Linked DNA regions of Sus scrofa: regions 1, 2 and 3 are each linked to region 4. Evidence: chromatin contacts called from public HiChIP or PLAC-seq and promoter capture Hi-C data. All regions are on one chromosome and are shown on one strand. Each heading gives the region's core, a stretch centred on a gene start, on an enhancer-like site or on the middle of the called end of the contact. The rest is flanking DNA. Distances are from core to core; before and after follow the strand shown. Region 1 holds the start of FNTB (farnesyltransferase, CAAX box, beta). Region 2 holds the start of CHURC1 (protein Churchill). Region 3 holds the start of KLHL25 (kelch-like protein 25). Region 4 holds the start of ZBTB1 (zinc finger and BTB domain-containing protein 1).

The links. Promoter capture Hi-C pulls out the DNA fragments that hold promoters and counts their contacts. HiChIP or PLAC-seq counts read pairs in DNA pulled down with a chosen protein or histone mark.
Region 1: an H3K27ac HiChIP or PLAC-seq map of alveolar macrophages shows a contact between it and region 4. The contact joins the promoter of FNTB here to the promoter of ZBTB1 in region 4. A contact is called at or near these places in 1 of 5 promoter capture datasets (liver) and 1 of 2 datasets of contacts at active chromatin or transcription factors (alveolar macrophages).
Region 2: a contact with region 4 is called in an H3K27ac HiChIP or PLAC-seq map of alveolar macrophages. The contact joins the promoter of CHURC1 here to the promoter of ZBTB1 in region 4. A contact is called at or near these places in 1 of 5 promoter capture datasets (fetal liver) and 2 of 2 datasets of contacts at active chromatin or transcription factors (alveolar macrophages and skeletal muscle).
Region 3: a contact with region 4 is called in a promoter capture Hi-C map of liver, with 4 times the contacts expected there. The contact joins the promoter of KLHL25 here to the promoter of ZBTB1 in region 4. A contact is called at or near these places in 1 of 5 promoter capture datasets (liver) and 1 of 2 datasets of contacts at active chromatin or transcription factors (skeletal muscle).

The regions. Positions count from the first base shown.
Region 1 is chr7:89,050,886-89,054,386 of Sscrofa11.1, forward strand. FNTB (farnesyltransferase, CAAX box, beta) reads left to right here and starts at 1,749. Exons shown (of 12, transcript NM_001244680.1): 1 at 1,749-1,941. The coding sequence starts at 1,798.
Region 2 is chr7:88,983,431-88,986,774 of Sscrofa11.1, forward strand. CHURC1 (protein Churchill) reads left to right here and starts at 1,589. Exons shown (of 4, transcript XM_013978294.2): 1 at 1,589-1,743. The coding sequence starts at 1,624.
Region 3 is chr7:88,289,816-88,293,254 of Sscrofa11.1, forward strand. KLHL25 (kelch-like protein 25) reads right to left here and starts at 2,143. Exons shown (of 5, transcript XM_005666300.3): 1 at 1,957-2,143.
Region 4 is chr7:88,574,703-88,577,932 of Sscrofa11.1, forward strand. ZBTB1 (zinc finger and BTB domain-containing protein 1) reads left to right here and starts at 1,289. Exons shown (of 3, transcript XM_003482279.4): 1 at 1,289-2,003. ZBTB25 (zinc finger and BTB domain-containing protein 25) reads right to left here and starts at 833. Exons shown (of 5, transcript XM_021099920.1): 1 at 708-833.

The DNA of each region.
Region 1 (3,501 bases), core at 499-2,998, 480 kb after region 4:
TCTGATGATTAACCCCACTCAAAAGGAATTTCTTTTATTAGAACCCCTTCAGATTAAATATCAGATATATATATATATGTATATATATATATATATAATTTTTTTTTTTTGTCTTTCTTTTGTCTTTGTAGGGCCGCACCTGTGGCATATGGAAATTCCCTGGCTAGGGGTCCAGTTGGAGTTACAGCTGCCGGCCTACGCCACAGCCACAGCAGTGTAGGATCTGAGCCAAGCCGCGTCTGTGACCTACACCACAGCTCATGGCAATACTGGATCCTCAACCCACTGAGCAAGGCCAGGGATCAAACCCGCAACCTCATGGTTCCTAGTAAGATTCATTTCCGATGCGCCACGACGGGAACTCCCCAGTGGTGATTTTTTTTAATTTATTTTTTATTAGGGTACAGCTGATTTACAGTGTTGAGTCAATTTCTGCTGTATAGTGACCCAATCATATATCTCTAATAGATATATACTTTTTCATTCATATGTATTTCATATATATATATACACACATCCTTTTTATCATATTATTTTCCATTATTAAATATCAGAATTAATACAAACACACGAGTGTATTTGTGGAATATTCTCTCAAACTTGCTGTTCTTTCCTTTTATGAGGCTCTTCCCCAGGATGTTCACATGGATGGCTCCTTATCATCCTCCAGGTCACCGCTTACATGTTGCAGGGAGGCTTGGCCTCACCACCCAATCTAATTAGTCCCCTCCTCCTTTAATTTCTCTCATAGATCCTGTTGTTTTCCTTCATACAATTTATCACAAATCTTCATGTATTTATTGTGTTCATTCACTTAATTTTATCACTTCCACTAGACTGTAAGTTTCCCAAGGGCAAGGATCTTGTTTGTTCACTTTTATATTCCTGGAGCCTAGCACAGTTGCCTGACATGTAGTAGGTGCTCTATTAAAACTTGCTGAATGGGGAGTTCCCTTAGCGGCACAACAGAAACGAATTCCACTAGCATCCAAGAGGATGTGGGTTCAATCTCTGGCCTTGCTCAGTGGGTTAAGGATCTGGCATTGCCCTGAGCTGTGGTGTGGGTAGCCGACTCAGCTCGGATCCGGCGTTGCTGTAGCTGTGGTGCAGGTCGGCAGTGGTAGCTCAGATTCCACCCCTAGCCTGGGAACCTCCATACGCCTGCCTTCGGTGTAGCGCTAAAAAGAAAAAAAAAAAAAAATTGCTGAATAAATGAGTGAATACTTTCTTGGTTGTTTCACTTACACTTGTTCCTTCTACTGCATTTTATTTCCTGGTACTGCACTATCACCCTCAACGGGATAGGAGAGAATTACAGTGCCCCTTCCCTCCATCACTGAGTATTGAGATAGCATGTCCTTTTTGGAGAAGCTTCTGGCGTCTCCCGGACGGTTATCATGTACGCAAAGGCGCACAATAATTCTATTCCTAATAGCATGACTGAGGCAATCAGGAGAGCTGTCAGAAAGGCTTTTAAAGTTACAGTCATTGGGTTCTTGGGCACCCGAACTACCAACATAACAATTACGTGAGAATGAGCAGAATGTTGAAAGTGAAATTAAATTCCTTCCTCGCGCGCCAAGAAACAGAGCCTCTTGCAGCAGCTCCTCTGCCCAATGGGGGGCGGAAGCATCCCAGTGACTCACTCACTGGAGACGTGTAGGTGGCAAGAGCGATTCGCGTTCAAAATCTTTTGACTCTATCCGCTTCCCGTAGCGCCTTAGCCCGCTCGAGTTTCAATACGCGTTGTTGTTTGACGAAGCTGAGTCCTATACACCGCCCGCTGCTTTCCTGATCATGGCTTCTCCGAGTTCCTTCACCTACTATTGCCCTCCATCTTCCTCCCCTGTCTGGTCAGAGCCGCTGTACAGTCTGAGGCCCGAGCACGCGCGGGAGCGGTTGCAGGACGACTCAGTGGAAACAGTCACGTCCATTGAACAGGTGAGGTGGCTTGACTGGGCGAGGCGCCCGCGCGGGGGCTTCTGGGAGCGGGAGTGCTGTCCTCAGGGCAGCCCCGGCGTGGAACTCACCGGGGAACTACAGCTCCCACAGTGCACTGCGGCTCCTCCCCTCTGGAAAGCTCCGGGCGCCCAGGCTTGGGCAGGGTAGTGGAGTGTTTGTGGGGTCAGGTTGGGGAGGGGTCGTTGTCGAGGTTGGAGGTAGAGGACAGTTCCTGGGTCCCCTCTGCTTTAGGGAGCGGACAGAATGTTGTTCTGTGAAGGACTGAAGCAGCCCGAGCGGGTCGGACAGCCCACTCCATTCTGCCAGGCATTTGGAGGTTCTCGGATGGATAGTGCACTTTCCCCACTCAACGCATAGTTTTGGGACCTGGAGGGGGAAAAAAGTGGCCAGACTGCAGACATGCCATTCCATGGTCTTTTTAATTTCTGACCCACATTGCCATGTTTGAGGCCTGCCTCGTGGCTGGGCGTTTTAGTAGTCAGTCATTTGAGCACCAGCAATGTGTTGGACACAATGCTGAGCGCTGGAAATAGAAAGAAATAAAACAGACCCGATCGTGAGCATCCCACAGCCTGGTGAAGAAGACAAACAGGAAAACAATAAAGTTTGGAAAGTGCTGTAATAAGAGTATGAATTTTGGACTACTTGCCATTCACTGAGGCCTCGAAGTAGATGGAGCCTATCACTGAAACGTGTTTGGGGAGTGAGTAGTGAACTTTATTTTTGTTCCCCAGTGGAAATTGTTCCCAAGTTAGTTACTGTAGAAGTGCTTACCCATCTGTCTTTAGGGGAAGTGATCAGAAGGATTCTTTTTAGCACTAACAAATAAGCATCAGGCTGCTTCCTAAAATAAGACCTCATAGTTACATCAGTCTCCAGATTTAATCTTGGAGGGACCTGCTTTGATTTTTATACCTGAGATTGGAGGCCTCGATTTTGGCAAAATTAGTAATGATAATTATTATATTGTATAATTATGACTATGATAACAAAAACAAGGGCTTGAATATACACTTATGCACATAGTAGCAGAGGGAATATTTTAACTGGAGATTTAAGCTTCGTGGGTTTTAGGGTAGAAAGGAAACTTACCCTTTGATTCTAGTTTCCCAGGTTAGTTTGCCCACCAGTGTGTCCTTCCACAAAAGTCTTTTGCAAAAGATTGCAAAGAAATCTCCCATCAGTGAAAAGGCCACAGGGTCTTTGTGATATTCCTAAGTGATGGGTTGTTGAGTTGATTCAGTTCAAGCCTTTTTCTTTTTATCCTTCCTAAGACTATGGGATCACCTCTTATGTAGCTAACAGAATGGACCTAGCACATAAGGCTATGGATAGATAAGATGTTAGTGGAGAACAGGGAATCAGAAGTTGAGCTAATTTATAGAGCGGAACAGAAACTTCCATGATTAGAGGGGCAAGTCAAGAACGGGAGCATTACAAAGAGCTTTACGCATCTGCTCTTTTTTTTTTTTTTTTTTTACGTGCAGTACTTTTTTTGTTCTTTTTCCGTTGAATGCCCTTGGTTAGTTCCTGTCAGGG
Region 2 (3,344 bases), core at 339-2,838, 410 kb after region 4:
TCTTATACCACAATCTAGCAGTAACTATAAGTATTTGTGCTAATTTTCTCTCTCAGACTCTACTGTGACTACCTGGAGAATAGGAAAGGACAATGTCTTTTTCATCTTCCTGTTGGCCTCACAGTTCCTTGCACAGTGAAGGCACCCGACAAACGTCTATAGCATTGAACAGAATAGATATGGTGGTTAGCAAAATTAAGTCAGCACTAGACTTTAAAAACAAACAGCATATTTAAAAATGGATTGAAAGACAACTGCATAAACCAGCCCTGTCCAGTAGAAATATAATGCAAGCTACATGTGAATTTTCAATTTTCTAGTAGCCAGATTAAAATGAAACAGATGACATTAATTTTAATAATACATTTGTATTTAGCCAAACTATTTCAACATGTAATCAATATAAAAATTACTAATGAAGGAGTTCCCGTCATGGCTCAGCAGTAACAAACCCAGCTAGTATTCATGAGGATGTGGGTTCCATCCCTGGCCTCACTCAGTGGGTTAAGGATCTGGCCTGCTGTGGTGTAAGAGGGCAGCTGCTGCTCCAGTTCGCCCTTAGCAGCACAAAAAAAAAAAAAAATTGCTGATGAAATACCTTAAAACGTTTTACATAATAAGTCTTCTAAATCTAGTGTGCAGGATGTACTCACAACACATCTCAGTTCAAATCTGCCACATTAAAAGTGCTTTAGGGAGTTCCCGTTAACAAATCCGACTAGGAACCATGAGGTTGCGGGTTCGGTCCCTGCCCTTGCTCAGTGAGTTAAGGATCCAGCGTTGCATGAGCTGTGGTGTAGGTTGCAGACGCGGCTCGGATCCTGTGTTGCTGTGGCTCTGGCGTAGACCGGCAGTTACAGCTCTGACTCTCGACCCCTAGCCTGGGAACCTCCATATACCATGAGAGTGGCCCAAGAAATGGCAAAAAAAAAAAGTGCTTTATAGCCACATGTGGCTACTGCATTAAAAAGGTGCTGAACCTAGGGTAGGAACTGAGTCCTAGTCCTGGCTGACTACTGAGTAGTTTTGTCATCTTAGGCAAGACGTTTAACCATTTGGTTTCCACTTGTCCTTGGTTTCCTCATCCGAAAAGGAAAGACACATAGACAGAAACACGTTTCCCATCTCTACGTTCTCCAGAAGATTCTAGGATGGTCATTGATTATTAATATTTTGTGTTTTTAGGAGATTCTCTGCAGAGCTTTAAATGCCTCTTGCCAAACACTTCACTTACTGCTTATTCACCTGCCAAGATCTGAACTATCACTCTCACTGCCCCTAAGAAATGGTATGGAAAAGTATCCAAATTACAATTTCAACTTTATAAATGTGAGCCAAGGCAATGAGAAAGAATTCCCTTTCTTGTGTTCTGTGACTTGTCCTCTGTCAGCCTAGACTCAGGAAGGCGTCTATTTGAACTTTGCTCAGTTGAAGAGTCCCTTCTCCTTCCCCCCAGAGGGTCCACGGTCCCATCCTCTTTCTTGGAAGGTTTCTCAAGTCCTACTCCTTGCCTATGATTGTTGTCTTGGAGACCACTCCCTGCCCTGACAACAGTTGCTAAAGGGCGGAGACTTGGAATTGGTTCCCGGGACCAAATACTCCGGGGTCTTGTACTCTGGGCGCATGCGTCAACCTTCTTTGTGCTCTCGCGAGGTTTCCTCTTCCCGGAAGCACTGGAGGACGTTCCCTGTTAACTGCTTCGCGATGTGTGGGGACTGTGTGGAGAAGGAATATCCCAACAGGGTGAGCGAGTGGGCACCTAGAACCTCCTGCGCCCTTGGCCCGTGATCGCCCCTGAGGTTTCTCACTCCTCCGGCCGGTCTTTCCTAAAAAACCAGGGCGCTGGGCGGACTCAGCCGCTCCGCCCCAACCAGTGACCCGGTAGCTGTACTTAGGCACCTGACAGCGGAGACGGCCTGAAACTGTTGGTTCCCGCTGATCCCTTCTTTGGCGACTGATATCAGCCGTCACCCCATTTTTCTTGAGCTCCAGGGGACAAAGAAAATGAAACCCCAACTACAACCAGTCGACAACAGAAGGACACCCCCACCCCTACCCTGGTCTTATTCTCAAGCTTGTTCATTGTTCTTTCTGAATTCTAGCGCCGGAAGAGACCTCTGAGCTCATCCGTTCTAACCCAGTTTTGCAGATGAAACTAATGGCTGGAGAGGAGATTGCATTAGGAAACTAATGCCAGAGTTCACGTTCTAGTTAGTATGAGAAGCAAGAGTAGAATTCAGATTTCTGGAGTGTTACTTTCTTTTAGATCTCTGTTCCTTTGGAGCTCAGGAGGTTGCTAAGCTTGCTTGCTCTCATTCCAGGTGTACTTACTGAACAGTTTATATGTATGTAGCTAGTACCTTGCTAGGCCAGAAAAGGATACCATGTAAGAAATAAAAAGCAGGAGTTCCCGTCGTGGCGCAGTGGTTAATGAATCCGACTAGGAACCATGAGGTTGCAGGTTCGATCCCTGGCCTTGCTCAGCGGGTTAAGGACCCGGCGTTGCCCTGAGCTGTGGTGTAGGTTGCAGACGCGGCTGGCATCCCGCGTTGCTGTGGCTCTGGCGCAGGTGGGTGGCTACAGCTCCGATTAGACCTCTAGCCTGGGAACCTCCATATGCTAGGAAGCGGCCCTAGAAAAGGTAAAAAGACAAAAAGACCAAAAAAAAAAAAAAAAAAAAAAAAAAAAGCAGCTACCGTGTTGCTGGAGAGCTGATATTTTACAGGAGAATGTGATTAACAAAAACTGACAAGTACAGTACATAAATCCTATTTAAGTTTAGAGAAAGGGGAGAGCAGTAAGTGATACCGCTGTTCTCTTAAAAGAAAGGTGGACTTCATTTGAGACTTGAAAGATAGTTGTGACTAGGGTAGAAAAGGAAAGGAGGAGCTGAAGGCTAGGGGGCAGGATAACTAGAATGATTCTCATACTGGTTGGGAGGTAGAAAATTGCTTCTGTCTCTGATATTTTGAGTAGTAATTAGTGTTTGGAAAGGTTGTATACGTAACATAAACACTCATATGGTACAACTTCTTTGAAGAAATTCTAGTATTATAAAAAAAGTTAAAGATATGCATGCAGAATGATTTGGCAGTTTCTATTCTAGACAAATAAAGGCATGTATGTAGTATGATCTTGGAGACTTGTATGAGAATGTTCATAAGAGTGTTATTTGTGGTTGTAGACTGGAAAAATGTGATATAGTCATAGGAGGGAACACCATGAGTGAATGAGTAATGAAAGTAACAGTGAAATAACAAACATACAAAAAAAGAAATTAGATTGGATTTTTAAGAGCAGAGCTACCAAAAGACTTTAAAATTATATTGAGAAGTTTAGATTTT
Region 3 (3,439 bases), core at 893-3,392, 280 kb before region 4:
CGAATGAATGAAAAACTATTCACTAAACGACACTCCCGCTGACCCTCCTTATGCATCACAGTGATAAATGCCAAGAACCAAGCCTACTTTCCCAGCAGACCAGGAAGGCTGAGGCTTGGGTAATGGTCTTCTTCCCTTCCTGCCCACCTCTGCCACATCAAGCCCCTGCAGGTTTAAGATGCTATTAAGGGGCATCAGGCTGTAGGAGCTGCCTCTGGCGTGGAGTGTGCAAATTGCCCGCAGCTCCCCTCTCTGCACCACAAACATAAATCTGGCTGCTGCCTGAGCCCCAGGACGGAGGTCTCTGCCATTTCTACCTTCCTTTTTAACAGCCTTCATGGAATCACTTCCTGACAAAGGGAATGACTCAAGATTGAGACAGCTGCCAGGCCTGGAAGAAGACTGACTCTGTCATCCTCCAAAGGCATGGTTTGGGGCCTCAAGGACCCCGTGTTAGGAGGACACCAAACCTGCCCCTGCTGGGGTGAACCTTGGGTCCTACTCCTCCCCAGTCCTCAAATGCAAGCGTCCTCCAACATCCCCTGGCCATCCCAACAGCAGAGCTTGGCTCAATGAGCAGCAGTACCACCTGCGAATGGGGAGAGATTAAGCCCAGGGTTCCCAAGAGCCCGACCCCAAGTCACAGTCATCAGAGTCTGGCCCATGATAAGACCGTGGGGCTTCTTCATCCTCTTCCAGTACCATGGCAACTTCCCTCCCTCCCTCAGGCAGCCACAGTGAAACCAAAAGGCCCAGACACCTGGCCTTCCCTGCCCTGAGTCACCAGGAAGGGCCAAAGCTCAGGGAGTCTTCCCCCTACCTAATGCAACCCAGCAGGACCAAGAGCGCCCGCATTAAACCTGCTGCATTAAACCCGCGGGGCGCCTGGGTCTGCCCCCACCCCAATCCCTTTGTTAAGATCTCGAATAAAGATTTCTCTGCTCAAAGATAGTGGAAATGAACTTTGGGGGCTTTGAAATAGCAGCACAAAAAGAGTGTACGGTGCCCCTGTGGGCACGTCTCCCAGCAGGAAAGCTCCTCAAGCAACCACAAGGGGGGAAAGGAGGGGGCGTGCCTATGTGCTGTGGGGTCGCGGAGCCTGGGAAAGATGGGGTGAGCAGGGCAACCGGGGCGGAGAAGGCTTGCTCTGGCGCTCTAGGGTGGCAGCCACCCCGGGGTGGGGAGTGGGGAGGCAGGTGGGCAGGATTTAGAGCATGTGACCATTCCTCTGCTGCTCCCCAGTTCTCTAAACAGAGAGGAGGGGCCCTGTCAGGTGGGACAGAAACGGCCGGGGCAGAGAGGTGGAGGCCTCGGGGTTCGGGCTCTCGTGGACGACCTTTCCCTAGTTAAACCCCTCGGCCCTCACTCAGCAGGAGACAGGCAGCCATCTGGCCCTCGGCGACAAGTGCGCGGGGACTTTGTCCGGCCCGCTCAAATACTCAAAGACAGGCAGCCTGCTCTTTCCAGGATCGATAGTAATTTTTTCAAAAGAGAGTCTGCGGACTCAATGAATCAAGCACTCCCAGGGGAAAGAGTTGCAGCTCCCGCGCGCAACATCCATTTGCAAAACAATTCATTCCCTCGCTCGGAGCTTTCAGCAAATACCCTCGCCGAGTCCCCAGGCACGAGGGAGGCGGGAGGAGCGGGGTAGGGGAGGGGGTGGCGGACTACAGTCCCCCTCTCTCCACCATTGTCCCCAACTCCAGCCCCCACTGTATCCCGAGGTGCCTGAGGCGGTTCCTGGGACCTGAGCCCAGCTGCTCTGTTCCGGGGCACGCAGTCCCGCGAGGCTCACTTTGCCAGGGGCTCCCAAAGCAGGGCGCTCAGGACCCCGCGCCCCTGGGACCGGGGTGGGGGGAGGTGGGGGTCGGGGAGTGACAAGTGCCAATGCCAGCGGCCGGGCGCGCTGCTAGACCGGCCCAAAGACGGCGTCCCCAGCACAGCCCTGGTACTCACTACTCCGGTGGTCGCCGTCCACCGCGCTCAGAGGCCACTAGCAGCCCGCGCGAGGCTCCGCAACCCTCGGCGCCGCCGCCGCCGCCGCTCCCCTCCCCCGGCTCGCCGAAGCCTTGGAGGTAGCCGCTGCTGCGGTACAGCTCCGGCGCCGCCGACAAACTAGTTTCTCCGGCCTTCCCGCCCCGCCTCCCGGCCTGAAGCCAATCAGAGGCGGCGCCTCTGTGATGGATGGCCTGTCGAACCCGTAGTTCAGTCCGAAAGAGGAGAAAGGGGTGGGCACTGGGCTGCGCCGGCTCCGCGAAAAGGCGGGGCGGGGAGAGGAAAAGGACTTCGACCAGATTCTTAAAGAGACAGGCGTCTGCCCGCCCCCGCGGCCGAAGTTTGCGAACAAAACCCAACGGTGTTCTCTCGAGCTTTCCGAAGGATGGAACTTTGTGAATTGCAAATGCCTCTTCTGTACCCGGTCTGCGACACACTTTTAGTTGTGGAAGTGTTAAGGAAACCTTTTCTTTTTACTCTGGGGTTGTTGCACTGTTTGGGATTTTCTTCAGCCACTGAACCCCATCTGAACTTGAAATATATATTTTTCAGGGTACTTCAGCTCTCCTAATAGTCTCATTTCGCGCTGAGTTCCTTTTGTAAGCCGACCTTCAAATATTCATTCATCCATTCATTCCACAAACATTTTCTGGGCGCCTGCGCAATGACCTAGGTTCAGAGTGGGGAAAATGATCTATATTCTCATTCTTGACTTCTCCAGGTTGCTGTGTATTCAACTTCTTCACCTTTAACATGACAGGTAAAAAATCCTCATAGGAATATTCCCAGAATTAAAGGAGAGAAACTCCTATGACAAAGTAAGTGCACAATAAATGTCCTTTCTTTCCTCTCTCCCATTGAAAATGGGTAATTCAAGTAGATCACTTAAGGATACAAAAGCCCTGGTCAAGTAGAGTGTTATGATAAGTGTTATAAGAGCCAAGAAGGGGGCGGAGAGAATTCCCAGGAAGCAGAGGTCACACTGACGGAAGGTGCAAGGAAGGTTTATGAGGAGGGGAGATTGCACAAAAGATTGAATGAGGGCTAGGATTTTGGCTGAGGGAAACTGGGCGGGAGAGCCCCTGGGCAGAAAGCTGTTTAGAGTGTTCAGAAGAGATCCCGGGATTAAAAGGCTGTAAAATGATAGGGAAGATGGCAGGTATTTGGGGGGAAACAGTATGGTGTGGAGAAAAGAGTTCAAATCCCAGTTCTGCCTGTCAAGACCTGTTTAGAACTGAAGGCAGAGTGCTCAGGCTCTCTGGGTGTTGGATTGTTACTGGTGGAAGGAAGGTTCTAGAACCTATTTTTCAGGGTTATGTAAAGATTAGATGAGAGAGCTTATATACTGGGCCCAGCATCTAGTAAGTGGTCAGTATAGATTTGTATCTTCATTTGGGTAAAATACAAGGACTCTTTTTTTTTTTTTTTTTTTTCTAATATGAGG
Region 4 (3,230 bases), core at 39-2,538:
TGCCATTGAGGGGAAACAGGAGCGTTAATATATGAAGCAAGTTAGCAGCTGTTAGTTTCCAGGCACAGTGCACAGCCTAAGCAGCTTGACAACAGCTTGATTTTCCCCAAATAATAAGTGCTAGGGAAGGCAGTGAGAGATGGAGCAAGATGGGGGGGGCTGGATTTGCTTAGGATAAAAGTAATATAATGTGAAAAAAGAAGGATAAATGAGGGGAGGGGGGGAGGCAACTTCCTGCAGGGTTAATCCCAAAAGGGGATGAGGAGGGAGAAGGAGGCCAGTAGCTGCAGCGTCTGGCAGGTGGCACCTGGAGAACCGCCCACTTGAGAGAGCTGCCGGGGTCGCCGCTGCCTGGCGAATGCCGCAGGCGGGTCGGGGCTTTCCGGGCGGGGTCGCAGTCTGGCCCGCAGCTATAAGAGCTCGGAGTCGTTGCTGCGCCCCCGCACGCCCCCGGCCTGCGTCAGGCCCTAACAGCTGCGTGCTGCGGGCAGCGAAGGACCGCTCTGGATATCCTTGGCCCAGCTCTCACTCGTGGTTGCCATTTTCCTTCGGTGCCCTGACATCTCAAAGAGACCAAAAACACCCCCCTCCCCAGCTACTTGCATCTGTCCCGCGACCGACGCAGCTGCAGGCCGCCGCCCAAAGCGGCTCGCGGCGGGAGGGACTGAGCCCGGGGCAGCCCACAAGGGCCGGGCCGCGTTGCTTACCCAGAGGCCGCCGCGGCGGGCGGGCTGCTGGCCGACTCCTCCGTGCGGGAGGGGCGGCTCCCGCGCCGCGTACGTCACGCGGACACGCCGGCTCACGCACCCCGCGGTTCGTTCTCGCGCGGCTTCCCGCGCCAACAGCCCCGCGATGGGTCCACGTGACCGCGCGCCTGGTAGCCGGGGAACTTGGGGCGCTGGGGCCGGAGTGTGCGTGCGTGCGTGCGTACGTGCGCGCCCGCCTGCTCGCCCGCTCTAGTGGCTTGGCGGGGGTCGGCCCGCGTTCTAGGTGCCTCTGCCACGGTCGCTAGTCGTGACTCTGTAGGCGGAAGCGTGGAGCGAAGCCTGAGCGTCACAGGCTCCCCACACAAAACCGCGTGACCCGGGGACTTTCCCTGGGGTGTGCAAAAGCACGGGCACCCCTCAGTTCGGGGTGGGGGCAGGGAAGGATGCGCCCGCATACTCGCGGGCTGAGGGGTGAGGGCGCGGGGCCAGGGAAGCTGAACCACGGGAGCCTGGGAGGGGAGGCGGGCTGGGCGGGGTTGGGCATGGCGGGGGAAGTGACTCAAGGCCAGAGGCGGACAGGCCCACGGAAGGCAGGAGTGGGGGGAGCGCGGGCAATGGGCGACCCTGAACTAGCTGGCCGCGCACGGGACAGAGCAAGGGTGCTGGCGCCCCCAGAACGTCAGGGACATACCGTGAGGGAGGGCCCAGCTGCTGGGCCCTATGGGGCCGGGGTCTGACATCTGGACAGAGTGGGAAAGCAGCATCCTGCCCTTGGGGAGTCGGGAGGAGCCCAGTCCCATCCAGCTGTGCAAACAGGAGGAGGAGGAGGAGGTCCCAAGCCTACCCTAGGGAGAGGGGCAAGAGGGGTGGTCAGGCTGTCGCCGCGCCGGCCCCCGCGGTGCGGGTTGCGCCAGCCTCCTCGGAACCCGACGCAGAAACTTGTTGCAACAAACAGGCGACCGCGGGTGCCCCTAGCAGCCAGCGGCGGAGTGGGTGGGCGGTCGAGAGGGAGGGGAAGGCTGGCGGACGCCGCAGCGAACTGGTGGGCAGACCCGGAGTCGCCGCGTAAGCGGGGCCGGCTCAGTGCGGTGCAGCAGGCGCGGCTGTGCGGCAGCGGAAGTCCTTTGTTGCAGCACAGTCCCTGGCAGAGCCAGAGCCTCTCCGCGCAGCCCAGCCCGAGCGCCGCGCGTCGCCGCCACTGCAGCTCGCGGCCCCTTCGTCTCCGCCCGCCTTTCCTGTGGCTGATTTGCCTTAAACTCCCTAAAATTTCCGCAGCCCCGGATCCTGCTGCGGCCGGTGAGTATTTGCCAGTTGTGGGGCTATTTGCGCAACTTTGGCCCGGGCGGGAGGGTGACGGGCCGCGAGCTTGACGGAGTGCGGGGCCGGAGCGGCGCCGACCCGTGCGGGGAGCCAGAGCGCGGCGGACGCGCTGCGAGGACCCGGCGACAGGCGGTTGCCGGGCCGCCTGCTTGATCCCGCCGCCCTCCGGCGCGTCTGGTCGGGGACGTGCGGCCTCCCTGGGTCGGAGGCGAAGCCCACGGAGACTAGTTCCCAAATTAGTTACCTTCTTTTTCCTTTCTTTCTCTGCCTTTATTTTTTGAGGGGGGGGGGGGGGGAGGTGTAGACGGGAGGCGGGAGGACCCGGTTGATTGACGTGCCCAGAGCCCGCTTCTCTCAACTTACAGCCGCGGCTTCTCGGCGGGTGGGAGGGGAAGTGTCCCGGAGCCCGAGGCCGCAGACTTGGGCGCGCTCCGAGGGAGGAGGCATAAGAGCCGTGCAAATTCTTGCCACGCTCTTTCCCCCCACCCCCACCCCGCCGGCACACACGCTTTTTGTTCAGTAAAAAGTGGTAGGTCTCGAGTTGGGGAATTTTCAGTGGAAAGATATGTTTCCTGGGAGAAAAGTGCTTTCGCTTCCAGCGTTGGGAGCTCACTAGAAGTTTTCGGTAAATGGGTTGGATGCAAATCGAGAGTCGTTACCACTAAAATATGTAGGCTTCTGTCTGAGCTCAGCTATCCTCCGAGTCTCCCTTCCTACCTAAGCAGCACATCTACGTGATCTGTCTGCAGGGTTGACAGGACATTTTTCCAAATTGGGAGCGTCAAGGAGATGTTGGTGGAAGTCCTTGATGTTTTCTGGGAACAGTAGGGCATTTGTCTGTTGTGTAATAATAGTCCTAAATTGAGATTCAACGTGGTAGATACCAGCAGGTTCTTTATTGGCCAAGTGTATTTCCAGGCAGAAAAACTATGCCAGGAACGCTTCCCTTTGACACTCGAACCCAAGAAGTGGTCCCAGGCTTTTTGAGACTTGGAATCAATTTCTTGAGCTGAAGTTCAAGGCACTCTGGAGCAGATTTGGTGAAGGATGCAGTTTTCATGATAACTCCAAACTAATCATCACCTTCTCCTTTGAAATTATGAAACTTTGTCATTGCAAAAAGATACGATGAGGAGAATTGGGATACAAAAAGAAGAAACTTGAATGATGGCTGGCCACCAGAACCTCAAAATTTTCCTTTTG